2 separate regions of the Triticum aestivum genome follow, and region 1 is linked to region 2. Evidence: chromatin contacts called from public Hi-C data. All regions are on one chromosome and are shown on one strand. Each heading gives the region's core, a stretch centred on a gene start, on an enhancer-like site or on the middle of the called end of the contact. The rest is flanking DNA. Distances are from core to core; before and after follow the strand shown.

What was found. A called contact is a pair of places that touch in the nucleus more often than the background predicts.
Region 1: a contact with region 2 is called in a Hi-C map of leaf, with 2.4 times the contacts expected there. The contact joins the enhancer-like site here to the promoter of LOC123184313 in region 2. A contact is called at or near these places in 3 of 5 Hi-C or Micro-C datasets (all in leaf).

Annotation. Positions count from the first base shown.
Region 1 is chr2A:17,252,790-17,257,344 of IWGSC CS RefSeq v2.1, forward strand. No RefSeq gene overlaps it. Among protein-coding and RNA genes, the nearest start is that of LOC123184314, 37 kb to the right of the region's middle. Within about 2 kb of position 1,837, at least 3 of the 8 cell types and tissues checked have an H3K27ac peak or open chromatin away from gene starts, as enhancers often do. A contact at or near this core is called in leaf, where this site is marked.
Region 2 is chr2A:17,144,501-17,149,103 of IWGSC CS RefSeq v2.1, forward strand. LOC123184313 reads left to right here and starts at 2,805. Exons shown (of 2, transcript XM_044596460.1): 1 at 2,805-3,230; 2 at 4,339-4,603. The coding sequence starts at 2,869.

The sequences.
Region 1 (4,555 bases), core at 587-3,086, 110 kb after region 2:
GAACTCGTAGTAGTGCACGCTCGCCCCGGTGGCCCGACAGGGTTCTCTCTCTCTCTCCCTCCCTCCCTCCCTCCCTCCCTCTCTCTCTCTCTCTCTCTCTCTCTCTCTCTCTCTCTCTCTCTCTCTCTCTCCCCGGTTTGAACAAGTTCTATGGTAAGATATGATAGACACTACCACATGCTACTCTATGAGATATAGGGTGTATTAACACCCCGTAGTAGGATATACATAATACTACACCTAAGATTTTTCAAAACAGGTTACATGAAAAACAATTGCAAGTGACTTCATAGATTTTAGTATATTTCAAAAATACCTTTATATTTTTTTGTTCAAAAAAATACCTTCATATTTATACATATAAAGAAATATACTACACAAATGGTATATATAGGAAAAATACATCCTACCAACTGGTGGTAGTTACCCTCATGTCTCATATACTATCATGTGGTAGCATACATACTACTGTAACACTGTAAGTATGTTCATATACTATGTATAAGATATTTCAAAGTGAGTTACAGGAAAAAATTACAGGTTGGCCCATGATTTTTATTGTATTTATGAAATACATACATATTATACGTAAAAAAAAGTATACTCAAAATACGATGTATGTTACCTAAGAAGTAGAATATGACAAATCCATCTCTGCACCCGAGCTCATCTGCACCCGCGCTGACAAAAAATCAAAACAAATAGTAGAAAAATTCAAAAAAATCCAAATTCTTTTTGTGCGCTAGACAATTTGATGCGTGAGGTCCGCTCCAATTTTCAAATCATTTGGACATCTTAGGAGCTCTCAGCAAAAAAAATAGTGATCTGTAAAAATATTTACTATTCATGTATTGTTTTGGGCCGATTTGTCTTTTTTGCCGAGAGCTGCTCAGATCTCCAAATGAATTGAAATTTGGAACGGGCCTCACGCATCAAATATTCTACCGCACAATTTTTTTGGAATTTTTTGTTTTTGTTTTGAATTTTTTACGAATTTTTTTCTGACCGGGTGCAGATGAGTGTAAGCAACAAAACACCCTACTCGCAGTATATATAGTACCTAAACATTCTTATATATTACATATTATGCGTACATACTTTTTGATTTGATAAATAGTAGTACACATATGAAACTCAAGTGATAGTAAATATTACTGGATAGTAGGAAACATGACAACCGTTTGGCGCACCTAGGAGCCCAGGCTCCCTACTTAGATGCCCAAAACCATTTACCTATATATACTACTAGCAAGATGCCCCAAACCATGCAAAAAAATGTTCACGAATTTAAAAACATGTTAAGTTCACGAATACAAAAATATTAAATAAATTTTAAGTAAATAAGAGCTGAAAATTGTTCAGGAATTCTTAAAAGTTCATGAATTCGGAAATTTTCTACGGGTTAAAATATAAAAATTATTAATGAATACAAAAAAGGTCATCTTGAAAAATGTTTATAAGTTTGAGGAATGTTCATAATTTTGAAGCTGTGAATTTAATAAATGTTCGTGGATTCAAAAGAACACAAGTTTTTTTTCGAATTTGAAAAGTCACGAGTTTAATAAAGTCATAAATTCGAAACATGTTTACTAATTAAATGAAAAATAATATAAAAATATAAAAGAAACTCAAAAAATAGATGTAGAATAATAGGAAGAAAAACCTTCTAAAACCTTAATGATTCCTAAAATAGGCGCCCGCGGTATACTGTGACTAATTTACGTTTCCAAACCAAAGCTGCTCATTTTAACCAGCTTTACGAGCCAAGGGCCTATCATCAGCCGGACAGAGCGCATTTGCCATGGCCCAGTCCGTGAAAACCCGCCAAGGCCGCATCACCATCTCGGGACTTCCTATTCTGCGCCTTCAGCGCCACGGGCACTGGCGACAGCATCTGCTGGGCCGGCCATGAACGCGCATCACAGCGCTAAAAAACAACCGAGAAAATGGTTATTCACGAGGAATCAATCACGGACCTTTTAAGAAACAATAGTAGACCGGCTATTTATTGCACAAAACGTGTTTTTTCTTAAAACAAATGTGGAAAGAAAAATTAATAATTCACAGATTTCAAAACAAAGTTCACGAACATGCAAAAAAGTTCAAATATTTTAAAAACACAAATTCGAAAACAATTCTTGAATTTGAAAAAATGGTAAAATAGTGAGTTTGCAAAAAAGTTCATTGATTTGAAAATTTTCATTGATCGTGAAAAGAAATTGATCAATTCTGAAAAAAAATCACAAATTTTAAAATGTTCACCAAGTTTTTTTTTTTAAATCATCAATTTTAGAAAAAGTTCATCAAATTTTTAAAAAATCATAGATTGTGAAAAAAAATTATTCAATTATGGAAAAAGTTCACAAATTTTAAAAAAATTATTGATTAGGAAAAAATTCACAAATTTGAAAAAGCTCATTGATTTTATAAAAAGTTAGAGAAAAAGGAAAAAGGGAAAAAAGAAAAAGAAAAGGGAAAGGGAAAATACCATTGGGGAATCAATGCAGTTTTAGTGGCGTCTTGGGCAAACTCCTCACGAAGATCGAGGTGAATAATGACCTGAAATTTGAGGCCAAGCCTCCCCTGTTGCGTTGTTGAGGATGAGCTGGTCGCGGCTGCGTTGAAGTCAAGGAGTGGCTTGGTGTTGGAGACGACGATGTTGCTATTGGTGGCGCTACTGCCGATGAGCGTGAGCCACATGTCTTTGGGGATTGCCGAGGGTTGGTTGTCCAAGCCCAGAGGTTGCGGCACAACGTGTCTTCCTTTTGCTTCTTTTGCTTCATGTCTGCGCCAAAGCAGTGTGTGACAGCCGCCCCGCCGATCAACTTGGCCACGCTCTCCTCATTCCATGCATTGAGCGGCATGTTCTCCAAACAAAGATGCACATGGTGGTGAAGCTGCACCACGTTGTCATGGTGATGGCTCTATATTTTATGCATTTTTAGCACATTTGTTGCATGTTCTCTTCATATATCATGTCCCATTAAACCAAATAGTTGTCCATTTATGCATGATTACCGGTATTTGCACTGTCTCTTCACTCTTGTGAGCATTGCACGTTTAGTATGTTATTTGTTTTTTATTAGTTTTCTTTATTTTCTTGTGTCTATGGGTGTTTTGGAGCAACCTAGGATCAAACACGATGAAATAATCAAGGATAGGTTCAATATGCCGTTTCGGAGAGTGAAAAAGTCATTTTTTTTCAAAGTGCTTAAAACCAAGATCTAAAACCAGAAATGGATCGGCGTCGTTCATACGAATCCAACGAGGCAAAGAACGTCAAATTCTGAGTTTGTTTAAAGAAATGGCGGCCGATTTGCCGAAAAGGACTAGAGCAAAAGGCGGCGTACCAAACAACCATGATTGGTCGTATGGAAGGAAATCAAGCGTGAAAGTTACCTCTCCATACGGGATTCCTCATCAATTTCACCCCGGTTTGTTCCCACGAGATCCTTGGACAATAAGGAAGCTTTTGGGAGAGGAGAATGCTCATCTGGAGCCTTTGTATGCATCTCATCAATGGAGGAGACCGAGGATGCACCCTATATATCACCTCCAATCCTAGCCGCCGTCTTCAACATCCGCATTCATCACCAACCCATCCAAGTTCATCTCCATTGCTGCTCCATCACCACCATAGAGGAAGGAACAAGACCAAAGGGAAGAAGAGGAGGCTCCACCACCGTGAGCACCGGCCTTTGGGCCAGTGCCATCTCCACGGCGTCGGCGGCGCCGCCGACATCTCCACCATCGTCGGCGCCATCATCACCATTACCACCATGCCTTGTCCCATCGGCGGCTCAATGTCGACTTGTAACTTGACCCTCTCCTTTATGTTTAAGTAGTTATATTTGTTCTCAAGGATACAGATGAACTCTCGAAGACTAAGGGGAAACCCCTAATTTGACCGTCTGTGATAACCGGCGTGGGGGAAGCTATGGTTGGTGGCGTTTATGGCATCAAGTCTACGTTAGAGTAGAGCATGTTCTGTATAGGGAACCGCACACTTATGCATATGAAGGATGGATAGAGGATACGACAGAGAGCATTTGCTCCGCACTTGTTGTGCAAGTCATATTTGTGGTAATGACTTCGGAACACTCGAGAGCAGTTTAGTACTCAAGCACAATCTCTACTAACTTAGTCTCTTTTTATTACTATTTTTTACCTTCTTGTTCATAGTATAGTAAACACCCCTTTTATTATTGAGGGAGTCCTGGATTAGGGGGTGTCCGGGTAGCCGGACTATGCCTTCAGCCGGACTCCTGGACTATGAAGATACAAGATTGAAGACTTCGTCCCGTGTCCGGATGGGACTTTCCTTGGTGTGGAAGGCAAGCTTGGCGATGCGGATATTCAAATCTCCTACCATTGTAACCGACTTTGTGTAACCCTAACCCTCTCCGGTGTCTATATAAACCGGAGGGTTTTAGTACGTAGAACGACCCCAACATACAACAATCATACCATAGGCTAGCTTTTAGGGTTTAGCCTCCTTGATCTCGTGGTAGATCTACTCTTGTACTACCCATATCATAAATATTAATCAAGCAGG
Region 2 (4,603 bases), core at 1,555-4,054:
GATCCATTGGATGATACGCATGGCCTCTGCCAACAACTGCATCAGCATCTCTGCAACGGTTCGCCACTTGTCGGTTACCAGCGGCTGTCTTGATAAGCTCAAGGAGTACTCCATATATAGGAGTGGGACTCAGCAATCTGCGGACCTTGCTAGTCCTAAAGGATGGTGATCATGATAGTGATCCAGCGCACTTGATCAGTGCCATTGACAAAGATATACTCCTACAAGGCAATGGTGTGAGAGTACTGGATCTGACCGGGACAGACATAATAACTGAACTTCCAGCGAAGATTGGCAAGCTGAAACATGTGAGGTGTACCTAGGCCTTCCTAGCACCATCAGCAGTGATCTCGGTGATCAAGTCAACAAGCTAATGTTTCTCCAGACACTGAGTGTGGGCCGGGGTGACAAAGGGAAAGACAGAAACAGAAGACGAGCAAGGAGGAAGCCGAGCAGGCTCGACTTGGAGTCAAATGGTCCGTCAAGGTCCTAAAGCTTGAATGGCGGCCTCCGAAGTCCGAACACGCAGCAGCCTACTGCTGCCGACCCAACGGTGGCCGTCATCGAAGGCCTCAAGCCACACAGCTATCTAGATGACCTGCGTATCACCAGGTACCCAGGGGAGACGTCGCCTACCTGGCTGGGCGGACTGAAGAAGCTGACCCGCCTGTGCCTCAAGAACTGCAGGAAGCTCAAGGCTCTGCCTGCCCTCGGCGAGCTCCCCTGCCTGGAGCTTTTGGATGTGAAGGAGCTGCCCTGCGTCGAGAGGATCGACGGTGGCTTCTGCGGCGCCGGCGTGTTCCCGGAGCTGAAGAAGCTCGTGCTGGACGACATGCCGAGACTGGTGGCGTGGGATGACATGCCGAAACTGGCGTTCCCTCGGCTCACAGAGGTGAGCATCGTCGACTGCCCGCGGCTGTCCTCCTTGTCGGGCCTCGACTGCTGCACAGGTCTCCTCAACAGGCGCGTCAAGGGGTGCCCGGCTATCACGCCGGAGACCCTGCCAGCAGCTTTTAGTGCCAGTAAGTAAATCTACCTGCAAATTGACTACGGAACTCGCATCTGCTGTCTCGACGCTGGTTAGTTACAGAAATCCGCAGCAGAAACAAAGAAAGAAATCTCCTGTTTGGAGTAATATTGAGAGGGGAGCATCACAGAGGGGGATTTGTGCAAACATGGAATATGCAAGGCGGGCGTTTTTTATACGTATATTCTAGTATAAATGAAAGTGCGATGTTTGGGCTGCGTCTCGTCGCGTGCGTACATTTCCCATCCAACGGTTTATATTGGAGTTTCCGTTGAAGATTGGCTTCCAACAGTGTTTTTTTTTGCGGGGCTAAAGGGAATTTCATTGCTCAGCTTGGAGGGAGATCCTCCATACATAGTTCCGGTGCATTAGCAGGTCCAGATTTTAACCATATGGCAGTCCTAGCTTCTACTCGGCCAAACTCAGCTAGTCTATGCCTAACACAGTTTTGTGTCCTACTAATATGGGCAATTGAACTTTCCCTTTCACCAAGAAGTCTCTTAGCTTCAGAAATCATCATCGCGCGTTGCGATTTATCTTCCTTCATTGATCGGATAGCCTGCACAGCAATCGGGCTGTCCATCTCCACGTCCACAGGCAAAGGAGACCGTTGCATGGCAAAATTTAGGCCTTCGAGACAGGCCGCCAGCTCCGCTTGCAAAGGATCTGCACAGAAGAGAAGGTTTCTGCACGCCGAGAAAATAATTGCTCCACTACTGTCCCTCAAGATCATGCCTGCACCCGCAGCACCAGAGGCGGGGCAGTACGAACCGTCGACGTTCAGTTTAACACGCCCAGGGGCTGGGGCCTGCCACATGCTATCCGGCGCTGGTGCGTTCTCCTGGTGCCTTGCCGGCGCCCCCCTCGCCGCGGGCACAAGCACCATCTTGCCCTTCATGTGATCACCGTCCGGGTCTCGCTGGATAGCAGCCAAAGATGCTTCATAGCTGAGCAGGAACCGGCATGAAGCCTCCACTGGGGGTGGCCTCTTCTCATGGACGATCTCATTCCGAACATGCCATGCGCGCCACAGCACCATAAGGACCCTCATGCGGTCATCAACCTGCAGGGGATACAGCACGTCGAACAGCCACTCGATGCCCGTCGGCCTAACAGAACTGATGCCCGGTAAGCTTCAATGTTTCGCCATGGCTCGCCACATTTCCACGGCACGGGGGCACCTGCAGTTACTTTCTCGTAGTTGAGCCGAGCGCCAAGTAGCACATTATTACTAAATAAAAATTGCGGGGGAAGTAGCACATTACTGGGCCCTGTGTGATTTAATTAGTGGTGGGCATATTTTAGGCTTTTAGCACGTTAGTAGTTTGGATCTGGCTAAAATTATTGTCATCGTGATCCGGTAGAGCAAGAATAGCCCGTTAGTGTTCCCGCAAATGAAGAAAAGAAAGAAAAAGACAGCCAGCTGAGGTACGCAGGAACACATACATTACTGTCATCAGGCGCCGGCGTCCTACCAATCTGACCCTGCGATATGAAAGGGATGGACCGGTGTACGTCAGTACGGACTAGTATATGGCTGATGCGTGCGCCACATCTCTTCCATGGAGAAAAGAAAAAATTAAGTCCTGGACGCCGGCCGGAAGGAGAATGGAGGAAACTACCAGGAAGTATCCCCCTGGCACCGGACGGCGCACGCACCGGCGAATAATCGCTACGCCTTTCCCTTTCGTCGACGTCGACAGCAGCTGAGCAGCGACGGAAGGAAAATGCCAAGACGGACGGCTATAAAACCCACCGCGACGGCGCCACCTCCAACACAAACATATCCCGCTGCCCCTCCCTCCAAAGAAGCCCACGCCGACGGGCGACCACGGCGAACCATGCCAGATGCTCGCTGCAAGCAGTACCTCGACTTGACTTGCAGCCCCAATCATGCGCCGCGTCCTCCTTCCTGTTCATGTGTCTCTCCGCCGATTTGCATAGGCCTCGTCGCTGCGTCCGTGGCCATCCTACTCACCCTCTGGTCCCGTCGGCCCCTTTTCGAGCAGTTGCCAGATGGGGGTGCCGATCAGAACCCGGTGATTGCAGAGGAGGTCGACGAGATCGCCGCCTCCATCCCAGAGGCTCTGGCGCCGTCCCAAGCCGAGGCCTACCTGTCGGACGGCGGCAGCAGCGACGACCAAGACAAAGCAAGCCGGGTGCTTCAACGGACAGTGGTCTTCATCAATGCTGCCATCGACAGGTACGTACTAGTCCCCCAATCTTTTCTACTTACTCTGATTCTCTGCTATTCAGTAGGAGTACTACTGTATGTTACTTCCGTGCCTACCAACAAGGGGTGGTGGAACGGAGACGGAACAAAGGATTGAGAGGTGGGGGGAGGACGAGGGGAGAGATTTCATTGATCAATTTAAGTATGCGAGGGCCGACAACTTATATCAACCTTAAATTAAGTGCGCTGGACGCTTAATTTTGTTTCCCAGAATTTGCTAATTTTCAGTCAACTGACTATTAATTCAGTTTCGATCGAATTTTTTATCCGTCCGATCAAGTGCTATGATTGAATTCCCAATTTGTTTTCCTGTGTAGAATAATATCATTCCCTCCAAGCCTACAATATCCATAGTGTATTTATTTTCTAATGTATGTTTGGTATTAACATTCTCCTCGTAAGCATTCCACACTGTTTTGGGTGTACTGTTTTATTCATGTGGGTTTACTATTTTTTTTTTCTTTTTCCGAGATCACATGGGTTTACTATTCTAGTACTACTGTTGTTAGTCATGTAGTATTCATTACTTGTATTTTTGGTTGGTAGTCCTGTGTAATTGTTATTTATTTGTTACCGATCGGCTGAAAATTAAGAATAAAGGTGAATTCATTTTAAGTCGATTGACAAATCGAAACTAGACTCTAAACTGTAGAGGATGAACTGGACCTTTTTCCTCGCCGCAAAGAGAGAGAAAATTCCAGAGCTTTATTATATAAGGGTAGTGGTTCCAAGAGGGGCACATGACATGAGCCATGTGGATGAAGAATTGACAATTACAGTTGGGAGGAGAAATGAAACTAGAGCAGGTTCTTCTTTTCTTGTTAGACTTGATGCATATAATCAATTGGCACACTAAATATAGGGCATATGACTTATTGCAGTGAGAAAAGAGAAAAATGATGAAATACACCTAAAATATGAGAAATACTCATCAGCATAACTGTTTGCAGTCTGCTAACTATTTACTTATCTCTAGCTCTCTATGCAAAATAATGTAGTACATTTTTTTCCTAGATTGAACCCTAAATTATGTGATTCAAATTATTTTAAATAGTTTGTAACAAGATCCTTTGAACAGATCTGGTGAGGTTGCTGGAATTCTTAACAATATGTTGAATGCTTTGGGTGGAATACTTCTGGACATCCATAGTTGCGACTGCGATGAATTCACCATTCATCCAGCAAATGGTCTTCTTATACAAGCGTTGGCTATTTTCTGTGGTAACACAGATAGGGTGCAGTCAATATTTGCCACCGGGGATTACACCGTCGAACCTTACACTGACATGTTTGATTGTTGGGTATCCAAGCTTGAGGAAGACGCGGAATGGATATGCCAAGGT